Linked DNA regions of Mus musculus: all the other regions are linked to region 2. A link is a contact called in public HiChIP or PLAC-seq and Micro-C data. All regions are on one chromosome and are shown on one strand. The core of a region is the stretch at or near the end of the contact, and the rest is flanking DNA. Distances in the headings are between cores, read along the strand shown.

Region 1 (4,354 bases), core at 913-3,412, 380 kb after region 2:
AGTAAAACCCTGGGGAAGCCACTCATCTGTTTGATTATACAGTCCAACCAAACAAACACAATCACCGAAATGAGAAACTCTGCACTGTAAGAAAGACCCAATGAACCTTTTATTTTTTTAAAGTTTAGTCAAAGTACAATTACATCATCCCCTCTTCCTCTCCTCCCTCCAATGCCAACCATATCCCCCGACTCCATCTCAAAATTCATGGCCTCTTTTAAATTATTGTTACCTATATATACAAATAAATGCATAGATAGAACCTGCTGGATTCATGCGGTGTTGCTCGTCTGTCTGTTTTCAGGGATGGCCATTTGGCACTGGATAACCATTTAGGGACCTCATCCCGAGGAAGACTAATAATCTTCCTCTCTCAGCTGTCGTTATTCGTCTGCAGCTCACTTAGGGGTGGGGCCTTGTGAGGTTCCCCATCCGTGTTGGAATGCCATTGTCATTCATTGTTTGGGTCCTGTCTAAGCAGCAATATTCCTGAGCTCTCATGGGCACAGCCTCCCTGACATATAGAGAGGATAACCCTGCAGCAGATGTCCTGGTCCTCTGTCTCTTCCTGCTCTCTCTTCTTTGGCGTTCCCTGAGCCTTGGTTGTAGGGGCTATGTTGTAGAGGTATCCACTGGAGGTGGGTACCCATGGTCAACTGTCCTCTAAAGAACACTCAATAGTATACGCCATGAATGTCCCAGAACTTATAGGGCAACACAGTGCATGCTTTTACTGCCAGCACACAGAGGGCAGAGGCAGGTGAACTCTGAGAGTTCAAGACCGGCCAGTGATGCATAGTGAGGCCCTATCTCAAAAACAAACTTAAAACAAACAAACAAAAAGCAAAAACAAAACCTAAAAAACCCCAAGCATGTTCAGAATTCCTAAACTACCCGAGGTTCATGAGAAGATATTATTGAAGGAGGAGGAGGAGGAGGAGGAGGAGGAAAAGAAGGAGGAGGGGAAGAAGAAGAAGAAGAAGAAGAAGAAGGAGAAGGAGAAGGAGAAGGAGAAAGAAGGAGAAGGAGAAGAAGAAGAAGAAGACGACGACGACAACAACAACTATGCAAGAAATAATCACTGCTATTATGACCAAAAGGGATGGCAATTTCTTGTTAGAGCAGATATCTTCCAATGGGGGAGGAAACAGAGGAAGAGACTACTATAGAGAAATGGCATGCTTCTCTACAGATCACACACATCTTTACGTCCTCAAAATAGCACAGCAGAGCATTGCTTTGTGAAACATTCTACTACATGTGTCCAAAGCCTACTTTTACTAGCCATCCTTGAAGACTGACAAGATGAGACTCCTAAAGAAGGCCCTGCTTTCTGGCTTCCTATTTTTATGCAGATGTTACAAACACTGCTCTTTGGAAACAAATCTTCTGTTTCCTTATTTTCTGAGCCGTGGTACTGCACACCTGGAGTAAGTTAAGAGCTAAGAACACGGGACATATTTGGGGTGCTTACCTGCTCCAGCTTTTCAATGAGCTCTGCAGGAGTTAGGACCATCTCCTCACTACCCCCATCAGAGTCCTGTCCGTGGAGATCCAGAACCTCCGTCATCGTTTCTCAACCGGGAACCTACACCTGAAAAATAAACCAACACCCTGAAAAGCTTCTCCCACTTACTTGCAAGAAAAGGCATTTAGGGACAAGTTTATTGGGGCTGAAGGGGGTGCACTGGCCAGGGATGGCGAAATCAGAGACTGATTTTTCAGTGTTGGGTTTAGTCCCTTGGTCGGTTTCTCTCCTAATCTTTCCCGCTGCATGGGCCTGGACCTGGGCAGATACCACACTAAACCGCAATGCTCCTTGTCGTCGCCAGGAGCAGCGTTTTGCCTCAGTGGCCCAGGAGCCCATTCGGTTCAAATGAGAAAAGTGCATCGTGTCAAGTGCTCGGCACATCGCGTCCTCAGCTGCAACTGACCCGGGGTCGCTTGGACACTCCAGCGCTCACCTCGCAGTTGGCACTCAAAGCGGCTACACGGCTCAGGGATCCCTCTTCCCTTCTCTCCTAGCCGGCACGCTCGGGGGACACCACGGACTGAGGCTCCCCGAGCGGTGGGCGCCGGAGATCGCGCGGAAAGCCCGCGGCCCACAGACCCGACCAGCAGCGGTACAGCTCCCGCGCTCCTTTCCCCAAACACAGCGTCGACAGGAAAACGTCTCCGCGCTGCGGGAGCACTAACCAATCAGGCCCAGGGGAAAGCGGACACACGCCCCTTGGCCCCGCCTACCCCGGGGCGGGCTCTTGCCGAGCTATAGAACATACTTCCGGAAGGCGGGGAAGGAGGCCGGGAGTGAAGTGCCGGGTGGCACCGTCTCGGGACGGCCACGTGGGGGCGTTCGGCTCACAGTAAGGAAACCAGGCAGCGCCGTCTTGTGGCGAATCGGTACAGGGCCCAGTTCCTTCCTTCCTTTAACATTTACTGTGTGTGGGTTGGTTCCATTGCCAAACCTGTTCACAGATTCATATATGTGTGTTGAAACTACATTTAAGAGACTCACTCCATTGTCCTTCCTTTACATTTTTTTTTTGCGCAGAGTTGTTCTCTAATGTTATTTGAGTTGTTCTTTTTGGTGATGAAAGAATGCCTACTGACTTTCTAGGATTCTACCTTTTTAGTGAGTGTGAATGCAATATACGCATGTGGTACATGCTCAGGTCACGATCGCATAGCAAGTGCTGTTACCCACTGAGCCCCCTTAAGATTATTTTTATAGATATATTTCCTTATTTTCATGTATGTTAGTATGTGTGCTTGCACATGAGTGTGGTGCCAGCTGAGGACAGAAGAATGCACTGGATCCTGATGGAGCTCATAACATGTGGTTATGAGCTGTTCCACATGGGTACCGACAACCAAACTCCAGTCCTCTGGTTTAGAGCAAGTGCTCTAAACCAATGAGCTATCTATCTCTCCAGCCCCTAGCCCCTTATATTTTTTAAGTGCCAAACTTCCTAATTAGCTTCAGAGATGGAATCAGATTGCAAATTTTTATAGTTTTATATACCTATAAATTATGCATCCTGACATATTACTACTTGAAAGAGTAAGAAATAACAGAGGATTGAGCCGGGTGTGGTGGCACAGGCCTCTAAGCCCAGCACTTGGGAGGCAGAGGCAGGTGGATTTCTGAGTTTGAGGCCAGCCTGGTCTACAGAGTGAGTTCCAGGACAGCCAAGGCTACACAGAGAAACCCTATCTCGAAAAACAAAAACAAAACCACAACAACAACAAAAAGAAATAACAGGACTAATAGAAAGTTATGGAAATTTGAATTTGTGGTAGCCTAAAGATTCTTGGTATTATACCTATTTTTTAAATTAAAATGATTTGTATAGATGGGAGCGGGGGAATGTGGTGCAGTGGTACAGTACAATCTTAGCATTTAACCTGGGTCCAGTCCCCAGCAACTAAGTAAAACAAAATCTCTTTCTACAGTTTATCACTGACGTACAAAAAATTTTCATTATTTATTTTTATTTGATACAGGGCCTCATCATGTAACTCTGACGAACCTGGAACTTGTTATGTAGAGCAGATTAGCCTCAAACTCATAAAGATCCACCCACCTCTGCCTCCTGGTGGCGTAAACATTTTAATATTCATCTGCTAACAGGATGCTTATATTTTGTTCCACATATCATTAGATTGATATTTTATTATCAAATAAGCATGGAACAGATAAAATAAATTACATCTGTAGAGTAGCCCAGAGTGATAAGAAATTAGCTTAGTGAGGTTGGTTATGAAGTTGTATTTTCTGAGACAAGAACCAGAAACCAGAAGCCTTGGCTGTTTGGTGTATTACAGCAGATTCTGTAGGCAGCTGTCATTCTAGAAACTGCTCCATCACAAGCTTCCGGCGTGACCTACAGAGAGTCCTGTGACTGCTTGAACTCACCCTGGGTGTTTGTCTATGAGAGGGGCTTGTCTTTGACTTTTACAGAAAGCGAGTAATACAGCTTTACCCTCAACACTGGGCCCTTCTTTACTTTCACTCACTTGTAAGTCAGGAAAGTTACTTTCCACACCTCTCCTTTCCTTTCTTTCCCTCTCCTTCTTTGTCTTTAACATTTCTAGGGGCGACAATCACTGCGGACAAGGCAATTTACAGACACATGCAAGGTGGTTTGCTCTACAGCCTGCCTCCACAACCCCTGCTAATCTAACTATGTTGTCCTGGATGGCCTTGAACTCACAGAGATCCGCTGCTTCTACTGGAATTAGCCACCATACCCAACATACAAGTTGTTTCGTGGGAGCATTACCTAGACATTTTCAAACGTATAGAAAATAAAAAAAGCCACATATTACAAGTACAGGGAGCAGAGCGTAGCCC
Region 2 (4,502 bases), core at 785-3,284:
TGTCTCAAAGATCAACAAACAACACCCCCCCCCCCCAACTCCAGAGTTACACTAAATTCTGCCATTTCGGACAGCAGGTGGACTTGCAAAACTGATTTTTTTTGCTGCAAAACTTATAAAGATCTCTGAGTATGCCCTTTAGTAATGTATATCTAAAACAAACAAACAAACAAGCAAACAGGTGCGTGCGTGCATGCGTGTGTCCATTCTTGGAGGCCTGTGGATGATACTATGTGTCTTTGCCGTAACATTGTCTACCATATTCCCTTGAGATGGGGAGTCCACTGAGTCTTGATCTTGGTCATCCTCCTGTCTTCAAATTTCTCTTCCACTAGTAATGGAATACAATTTGGGGTTTGTAGAGAAGTGGTTTTGGGTGATCCAATAAACCTCTCCACAACTGCTTGTTATCAACATCAGTATAGGGCACTGCAGGCCCTTTGCGTGAGTTTCCCAGGCTAGTATTAATATGGAATAGTTTCAACAGTCTAGTGTGCATAGTCGTCTGGGCAAGAATTAGGGTGGAGGAGGGCTACTCAGATCTGAAAGCAGGGAATGAGGTTTGGAGACAGGACATGAGGTGAGGTGTAAACTTATTTCTCAGACGCTTACAAATGCTTATTCACTATAAGCGCTGTTTTGAGCCCTTGGCATCATGTTGGTTAGATGCTGGGATGCCAAATGGCACTGTCGAAGAACATTAACCTGGGAATATACTAAAAGCATTACGACTACACCTGAACTGTAAAGTGAATAAAGCACAAAACCAACAAAGTAATATCAAAGTTATGGCAGCGACTAGCAGGTGTTTTTTTCCTTTTTGGTAAAGCTATGATAAAATGAGGTGGCGGGGGGTTAACAGTCTAGGAAGGGGACATAAACCAAGTGCAAGGGTAGCAGCAATACAAGTCTCAAGCTGTTGAGCTTTAACGTCTTTCCAGGGAAGGGGTATGTGTGTGTGGGACTCAATCTCAAGAGTTTCTAGTGGACCAAAGACAAAGAAACAGGTAGCCAGTAGCGGAGAGGCTTGCCCTAGCCAAGAGTCTCTGCGGTTCAGCCATCAAACTGCACAGGGTAGGAAAAGAAGAGAAAGACCCAGGTTCCACAAGCAACCGTGCCATAATAGCTGTGTGACCTTGTCCAAGTCCTAGAAACCGAGCTCGGTGGGTGGTGTTTCTTATAAACATGTTTCCAAGGTTTAGTGACTTGCGGGCAGGGGGGTCAGTCAAGTGCCCTAGGTGGGCATCTTGTTGGCTGACAAGGAGTGTCCAACTTCGTGCCCTCTCCCCTTTCTAGCCAGACTATTCTTTGAACCACGGGGGGATGAGCAGCTGGAGTGCAGAGTGAGCAGAAAGGCGAAGGCAAAAGAAGGAACTCCTGCCACCCGCGTTCCCCCGCCCAGCCACGGAGCTCCCGAAGCCACTGTGTGTGTGTGTGTGTGTGTGTGTCCCCGACCCTGCAAGGCAGCCGCGGGTGCACGCCCCCGGGCGCTAACAAGGGCCTGGGAACCCGGGCGGACGCCGCGCGCCGGGAGCTCCGAGCTTCCTAGCTCCGAGGTTTCGGCGTCGCGCCGAAGCCGCCCCACCCAAGCGCCCGCCCGCCCGCCCGCCCGCCCGCCCGCCCGCTCCAAGTTTCCCGGGCTGTATAATCCGGGTGCACCTTCCGCCTGTGGCCTCGCCATTCTGCCCGATCGCTGCGCGTGAGAAAGGAGGAGGGGACGCCCCCAGCTGTTGGCCTCCAGCCCGGCCAACTCCCGCTTCCACCCGGGCTTCGGCCTTTTGTACCCGCCCCACGTGACCCGCCCAGCGGCTCCCTCCACCCCGCCCCCCGTGGCCCCGCCCTCCGGCCCTTCCCGGCGACGAGCCGGCTCTTCCAGCTACCGGCCGCCCCCCTCCCGCGCTCCTCCGCTCCCTCCCTCCCGCCCGCCCGCGCAGGCTGTTCCCGCTCCCTCCCCAGGCAGCCGTTCCCTCGCGACGCTCCCCTCCCCCCGCGGCTGTTCCGCCGCTTGGCCTCCCCTCCCCCCAGTCGGAGCTCACTGTCTCCAAGATGGCGGCCGTGTCAGTTTGGGGCATCTCCGCGGTCCGGCCCGGGCCCCCGGGATCCCGGCTGTCTTCCCCCCAGGTAAGGAGCCGAGGGGCCGCCCCCGGTCGCTCCCAGCTGCCGAGCCCGAGGCTAGGCCGCCCCGGAGTCTGCTTCGGCGCCTCGCGGGGACGGCGGGCCGCTTGCAGGCCCCGCCGCGGCCTGCGCCGCCTCCCCGCTGCTCTGCGCCAGGCCTCGGGCTGGGCGCCGCGGCCGCCCCCTCGCGTCCGACTCCGCGGCCCGGCCCGCGCCCGCCCTCCGGGCTCGCGCCGACGGGCCCGCCGCCGCCGCCGCCCTAGCTCCGCCGGCGGCCCACTCCGGGAGCCGGGGCTCCCTGGCGCCGAGCAGCCAGGCCGCGGAGCCTGGGGCTGCTGTGCGGGCTCGCCCGCTCTCCCTCGGGGGCGCGCCCGCCGTCCGTCCGCCCGCCCGCCCGCCGCTCCCGCCGCTCCCGGCGCCGGGCGGGCGCGCACTCCGGGCTGTGCGGAGTGCGCGGAGATCCGAGCGGGGTTGAGCGGTGCAGGGTGACAGCCTGGTGGGTGCAGTGGTCTGGAGCAGGCAGCACGTGTGGTGTTGTGTCTGTCGGACTGTCAGCCCCTAGCCGGGACGGGTGGCGGCGGGCTTGCCTGTCAAGAGCTCCGCGACTTTGGGCCGGACCTGCCCTACCTGTCAGGCTCCGTCACAGCCGGTGTCCCCCTTGCTGCTCTTCTGAGCCGACCCCTTGGAGCGAAGAGCTCGGAGGAGCTGGGGCTAGAGCTTACTATGCTCCTAACTCCACGTGATTTCATTGTTAACTTACTCTCCGGGCTGTGTTTCCATAGAATGGGACCGGCGAAGCGGTCCGCTGGCAAACTGCGGGGCTCTGCCGCTTCAAGTTTTTTTTAAAGTTCCTTGGGCTTTAAATCGAGGGCGCGCGCAGATGTGTTTTGGGTTGGGAGAGAGAGCGGGAAGGGCTTTGCGAGCCCGGCTGGTCTTTCTTTCTAGCTCGCGAGTGTACTTTCTGAGAGTTAGGGTTCAGATCTTCAGAGCGTTGGTTTGTGCAGACTCGCAGATTGGGGAAACTTCCGGCCGGAAAGACAATGTGTGACTGTCATTCATTCTTTTTCACCTGAAAACTCAGCCACATAGGGTGTTCCCACCTTCTTAGGTCTTAGTCCTGGTTACTTTAAAGTTAGTGTCTATATCAGAAACATCCCTTGGGTAATAATTCTGATGTTTGTCCTCGTAAAACCTCCACTAATATGAAGCACCCCTCCTGGGGAGGGGGGTACTTCTTTTAGTTAGCTAATTTTGAAATACATTTTGGCCCCGGGTGCTAATGCTTTTTTTCTTACTAGTACTATTTCATTCCTCATGTATTAGTCTCCCGTTTGCCTGCACACTGTTGGGAATAGTTGCTGAAGGGGTGCCCCCGCCCCTTTTTTGCTGTGTTTATATTGTACACGTGCTCCAAAACATGAGAAGTTCAAAGTTACACTTAGTTTTGGAGGAACAAGTTCAGAGGTAGTAGTATATTTGTTTTTGTTTTATTGACTAATGTACATTCTGAGATAGCAATCTCAAATTTACATTTTTATCAGATCATAGGCAGTTACTTGTTTTCTGTATTGTACGATTTTACATGTATCTGCATTTGATCCAAATGATTCTAGGCCTTTCTTATTTCTAGTTTATCTGTAGATTATGTTTGACAGTTGTCATTTCCTTCAGTGTATGGGTATTGGTGAAAGTTTGAATGAAATTCCTTACACACTTTGACACTAAGCTGTTTTCGTTTGCATTACTCTCCGTATTGTGGTGTGTGAAGCAGGTTTATTTTCTTTCGTGTAGGAACTGATCAGATTGCTGTTAGTGGTTTCTGCAGAGCTTACTGTCTGTTTCCTATCCACTGGAATTTTGAAAGCTGATCCACTTTTGCTTTTGTTGCAGGATTCTTCCTACTAATCCAGATACTTGTTGAAGTGCTGAATAGTTTCTTGGGGACAATGTGGAGGACGAGTTGACCCCCTAGACTGGTGAGCACAGATTGCGGAGGACTAACTAGCACTCCTCCGGTTAGTTACGGCTGAGGTCGTTTGTAGACATCTTTAGTTCCTCATTTTACTTTAACTACTCAGCTTCTTCTCCTTCTGTTTTTATTCCCGTGGTTTCCAGTTGACTGTATTGATAGTGCTGTATTTAAGCTCTTGAGAGTGTTGTTAAACACACTGCTTTAAGACGCGACTAGGAGGTTTCATTTGATAACTTATTCACAGAGCAGGCCTTGATAGAAAACTGACATTATTTTAATTTCTTCTCAGGCTTAAGATACTCACTTTCTGCTTGAAGCCGGGAATGAGATGTGTGGAACCCAGGAGTGTGTGTGGAGTAGACACCAATGCGTTGTGATAGTGAGGATTTTGAAGATACGACAGAAAAACCAGGCG
Region 3 (4,280 bases), core at 1,174-3,673, 460 kb before region 2:
GCAGCCTGTGCTGCTCAGCATCAGAGCCTAGGAGCTCCACTGAGTCACATAGCTCCTAAGCCGGAGGTCTTCATCTAGACAAGGTGGGTTGTAAAATTACCATATACAGATGGCCATAAATGCCATGAGGCCCACAAGAGGGCCCTGGCCCTGTTCTTGTCACCTCCACTCCGCCACATCTCAGCAGTAAATGTGGAGATTTGCTACACTGCTGTGTAGTCAGATTCTGACTCAACGGGCCTCAAGCGGGACTAGAGAGTCTCGGAGCGTAAATCCAAGGAAGGCAGGTCATGTGAGCCAGCCACACTTTGGTGCAACATCTGGACTTCTGGGTTCCAACTTTGCTTGATGAGAATCCCAGGGGTATATCCCAAAGAGTCAAACTGCTGCTGTTCTCTTTACAGCAAGACTTGAAATGTTTGGGTTTTTTTTAAAGGCTTTGGGGAAACAAAGTTTCCTTCTACCTTTAGACAAAAAAAAAAAAAAGAAAGAAAGAAAGAAAGAAAGAAAGAAACCTTTCTGAGAAATGAATTTAACATTAACTAGAAAGGAGAATGACTCAACATACAAGATCCAAGTTACCAATCATCCAAAACTATTCTGTATGCTCTCAAAATACAGAATTAATTTACACGTAACAGAGAACAATTTTACTCCTCATCACAATGAAGGGGCTGGTGCATTAGGCCAGGACTCTTTCAAATACCAAAGCCATCCAAAAAGTCCAGAAAATAAGGGCAGAATTTAAAAAAAAAAAAAGTCAATGACCTTATTCCAAGAACCTTTCTTTCTTTTAAAACTAGCAACCTGGTGATTACAGAAACACCTGTGCCTACATTTTTGCAGGGAAAGTAAAAGACCAACCAGGTGGTGGGGAGTATCCACAGTGGTCTCAGAGGAGCTTCAATGTGTTCATTTGTTTCCTCAGGAACTATTCTTTACTAACTTTGGAGGCATAGAAAAGTGTATCTAATTAGGCAGTCACTATAAATCCAACCCTTTCACATACACCAAATGAAAACATTTCAAGTCCTAGAGAAATAATATGTGCAGAATTAACCTTTAATCCCCCCCCCCCCTCCAAGAGCCAAAGGGACAGTAAGTTTGCTGTGAACTTGAGTCTCCTAGAAATGTTAGAAAGGCCATGAAGTCGCATCAACTTGGGGACAAGACCTACATGAGGATGAAAGCAATAGACACACTAACATGGATAAGGAAATCTCGGGGGAGGGGGTCTCAACCCTTGACAAAGAACTACAAACGAGTAAGGAAAGCTGGGAATGGGGGCATAGTCTTCCCCAGAGTACAGTCCCCAGTTGGTTATCCACCATATAGAGACAAGTAGCATTATATGTCCTGAGAAAAAGAGGCCATGAATTTGAAAGGGGGTAGGGGATATGGTTACACCGAAGGGGTTAGGCGTAGAAAAGGGAAGGGAGGAAATGATGTTAATTACAATTTTAAAAAGATATATTTTTTTAAGTGCTTTCCCGTGCTGGGAATTAAACCTAACTTCCTGCATACCAGGAAAGTACTCTTAACACTTAGCCCCCTTCTCAGGGGTATCTGTCAAATTATAGAAGACAGAAACGCTACTAACAGATGAACCCAGAAAGAATGCACAAGGACCTGAGTATCACCTGTGGCTTGGGGGATATGCAGGACCTGCAAAAACCAGACCGGTCTGCGCGGATTTAAACTAATTTAGGAGCCTGCTGTACCATTTGGAGTAGAAACCCCGAATCCTTTGAGCGTCTCACCCTCTTCCTTCAAACTACCCAGCAGTCCCAGAAACAACGCCGCCGACACAACCACTGGTTCCTAGGGTGCCAGAAAGAACTTCCCGGGTGCTCAGCGCAGGTGAGGCTGCCTTTCGCTAAGGAGGGACCCGTCTGGAGCTGCAGCTGGAGCTGCAGCTGGGCTGCAGAAGGCCGCCTGCCTGCCACCACCATCAATCGAACCCCTCGGGCCCAGCCCGGGACAACCGGGGTGCCAACTACTGCCGCAGCTGCGGAGCGCTTCACCCGGCCTGACCCGGATTCTGCTCTGCTCCGCGCAGCGCGCGCACACTGGCCACCGCGCCCGCCCGCCCGAACCTCCGCGTCTCCCGGGACCCCGCAGCGAGCCCGGTGCGCGCGCCCGGAGCCGCGGCACGTGTGCGGCAGGGCGGGGACTGTCAGCCGCGTTCCCCAGCCGGGCCGGTCGCCCACTCGCTCGCTCCCGCCCGCTCCCGCAGCCTCACCGCCGCGCCTGGCTGTGTCCGGCTCGCCCTCTGCCGCCCGCGCGCTCCGCTGGCGGCCGCGGGCCCCCGGGCAATTTTTAAGGTCGCCCTGTGGGTCCGGCCCTCGGGCCCTCCCTCCTGAGACCCCCTCCACCAGCCCTCCCTCCGGAGGCCACGCCCTCCTGAGGGCCCGCCCTCTCGAAGTCCCGCCCTACCGGCCCTCCCCCACGCGAGGCCCCCTCCGCCCCTCCCTCCCGAAGGCTGGCCAAGGAAACGGAAATCTGCTCTCCTCGCTGACTGCCGAGCTGGCAGCCTCCGGGAGGACTCACCTTGAGGTCTCCCAGCGTTATCCAGCCCCAGGAGGCTGTGGCTTTAACAGTAAATGGAAAGTACTAGAATGGTAGTGGTGAACTATAAGTTCCCTTATGGGCAGCTTTTTAAATCATCTGTTTATTTGTCTACAGACAGGGTCTCGCATAGCCCAGGCTTAACTTGCTATATGGCTGAGGGTGGTCAGGAACTTCCTGATCTTCCTACCTCCCCCTTCCAAGAGAAGGAATTTCAGGTTTGTTCCACCAGGCTTGGATTTGTGAGGTGGCTGGGATGAAACGTGGGGCTTCCTGCATGCTAGGCAAGCGCTCTGCCAACAGAGCTACATCCCTAGGTTTTAGTTGCTTGTCTGATTGTCTATTTTGTGTCGCTTTAGGTTTCATTCTTTCTCCCCTAAGGAAATCCATTCCCAGGAACATTATGGAAAAGACAACAATATAAGCTGCCGCTGCAGGTTTTATAGTTCCCAGCGATATATTCCTGAGGCTTTAATTAGAAGCTCAAAGTGACGCTGGAGTGAGGGCGCAGAGGTAAAGAACCTTTGATACTTATCAACTTGACTCAGCCTAGAATCAGTAGAGGGATTGCCTAAATCCAGTCAGTCTGAGGATGGAAAGGTCCGTAGCAGCAATGTCTTGATCAGTAATTGATGCTGGAGAGCCCAGCCCACTATGGGTGGTGTCATTCCTCTGGCAGGAAGTCCTGGATTGGAGGGGGGAAAAAAGCATCGTCCAGAGATCAACCAAGAAAGTGAGTCGGTAATCTGTATTCCTACATGGCTTCTGCCTTGACTTCCTGCCTTCCGTCAATCTGGAAGAGAATGCCAAATAAACCTTTTCCAAGCTGCAGTTTAGGCAACAGTGTTTCATTGCTGCAACAGAACGAAACTAAAATTCAGTTCTTAGCCCACATCTGGTAGCGCCCAAGTCCAGCGCTGGTGTGTATCCAGCTCCCCCGTCTGGCTTCTGTAAGCATCTGCAGGTTCCTTCAGGGGTACACACACACACACACACACACACACACACACACTACACATAAATAAAATAAATCTTTAAAAAAGAATCATAAAATCAAAAGGAGCAGGGAATACTTAAGAAAACTGTGGTTCACAGGAGTGATAAAACTATCTTTAACTCTAGCCCTATTCAATTGGAAGAGTCTCAGGGTCATGTGACCCCTACACCACCAGCTTCCCACTCCGCTTCAGCCTCCCTATGAGCCTTTTCACGTTTTTAAAGATTCCTTTAATTCTGAAATTGATGTGTATGTATGAAAACATGCATGCTGGCACCTGTGGAGGCTGCAAGGCAAAGTTGTCCCTTGAACAACAAGAGGTACCAGTGGTGAGCCGTCTTCCTTGTGTGCTTCCTTTATAGTGATGTGTTTGTGTGTCAAGTTGAGGGGGGAGTGTCAATTGTACTGGCTGGTTTTGTGTGTCAACTTGATCCAGGCTGGTGTTACCACAGAGAAAGGAGTTTAGTTGGGGAAGTGCCTCCATGAGATCCAGCTGCAAGGCATTTTCTCAATTAGTGATCAAGGTGAGAGGGCCCCTTGTGGGTGTCCCTGGGCTGGTAGTCCTGGGTTCTATAAGAAAGCAGGCTGAGCAAGCCAGGGGAAGCAAGCCAGTAAGTAACATCCCTCCATGGCCTCTGCATCAGCTCCTGCTTCCTGACCTGCTTGAGTTCCAGTCCTGACTTCCTTTGGTGATGAACAGCAATGTGGAAATGTA

The links. A called contact is a pair of places that touch in the nucleus more often than the background predicts. HiChIP or PLAC-seq counts read pairs in DNA pulled down with a chosen protein or histone mark.
Region 1: a FOXA1 HiChIP or PLAC-seq map of pancreatic cancer cells shows a contact between it and region 2. The contact joins the promoter of Gins4 here to the promoter of Kat6a in region 2. A contact is called at or near these places in 10 of 39 promoter capture datasets (the 3T3-L1 cell line, 3T3-L1-derived adipocytes, erythroid cells and 6 more), 2 of 484 Hi-C or Micro-C datasets (both in embryonic stem cells), 3 of 115 datasets of contacts at active chromatin or transcription factors (fetal liver, microglia and pancreatic cancer cells) and 2 of 9 other capture datasets (adipose tissue and pancreatic islet).
Region 3: a contact with region 2 is called in a Micro-C map of embryonic stem cells, with 6 times the contacts expected there. The contact joins the promoter of Slc25a15 here to the promoter of Kat6a in region 2. A contact is called at or near these places in 13 of 39 promoter capture datasets (3T3-L1-derived adipocytes, the C10 cell line, the HPC-7 cell line and 7 more), 5 of 484 Hi-C or Micro-C datasets (CD4 T cells, embryonic stem cells and liver), 2 of 115 datasets of contacts at active chromatin or transcription factors (pancreatic cancer cells and pro-B cells) and 2 of 9 other capture datasets (adipose tissue and liver).

The regions. Positions count from the first base shown.
Region 1 is chr8:23,235,506-23,239,859 of GRCm38.p6, forward strand. It overlaps Gins4 (GINS complex subunit 4 (Sld5 homolog)), which reads right to left and starts at 2,163. Exons shown (of 8, transcript NM_024240.6): 1 at 1,965-2,163; 2 at 1,475-1,594. The coding sequence starts at 1,570. It overlaps Gm39141 (a long non-coding RNA gene), which reads left to right and starts at 2,275. Exons shown (of 3, transcript XR_870246.2): 1 at 2,275-2,363.
Region 2 is chr8:22,857,512-22,862,013 of GRCm38.p6, forward strand. It overlaps Kat6a (K(lysine) acetyltransferase 6A), which reads left to right and starts at 2,035. Exons shown (of 18, transcript NM_001081149.2): 1 at 2,035-2,121; 2 at 4,006-4,091; 3 at 4,377-4,502. Gm46036 (a long non-coding RNA gene) reads right to left here and starts at 2,928. Exons shown (of 3, transcript XR_001778526.2): 1 at 2,743-2,928.
Region 3 is chr8:22,396,198-22,400,477 of GRCm38.p6, forward strand. It overlaps Slc25a15 (solute carrier family 25 (mitochondrial carrier ornithine transporter), member 15), which reads right to left and starts at 2,424. Exons shown (of 7, transcript NM_181325.4): 1 at 2,243-2,424. 1810012K16Rik (RIKEN cDNA 1810012K16 gene) reads left to right here and starts at 2,524. Exons shown (of 3, transcript NR_045473.1): 1 at 2,524-2,786; 2 at 2,950-3,081; 3 at 3,248-3,394.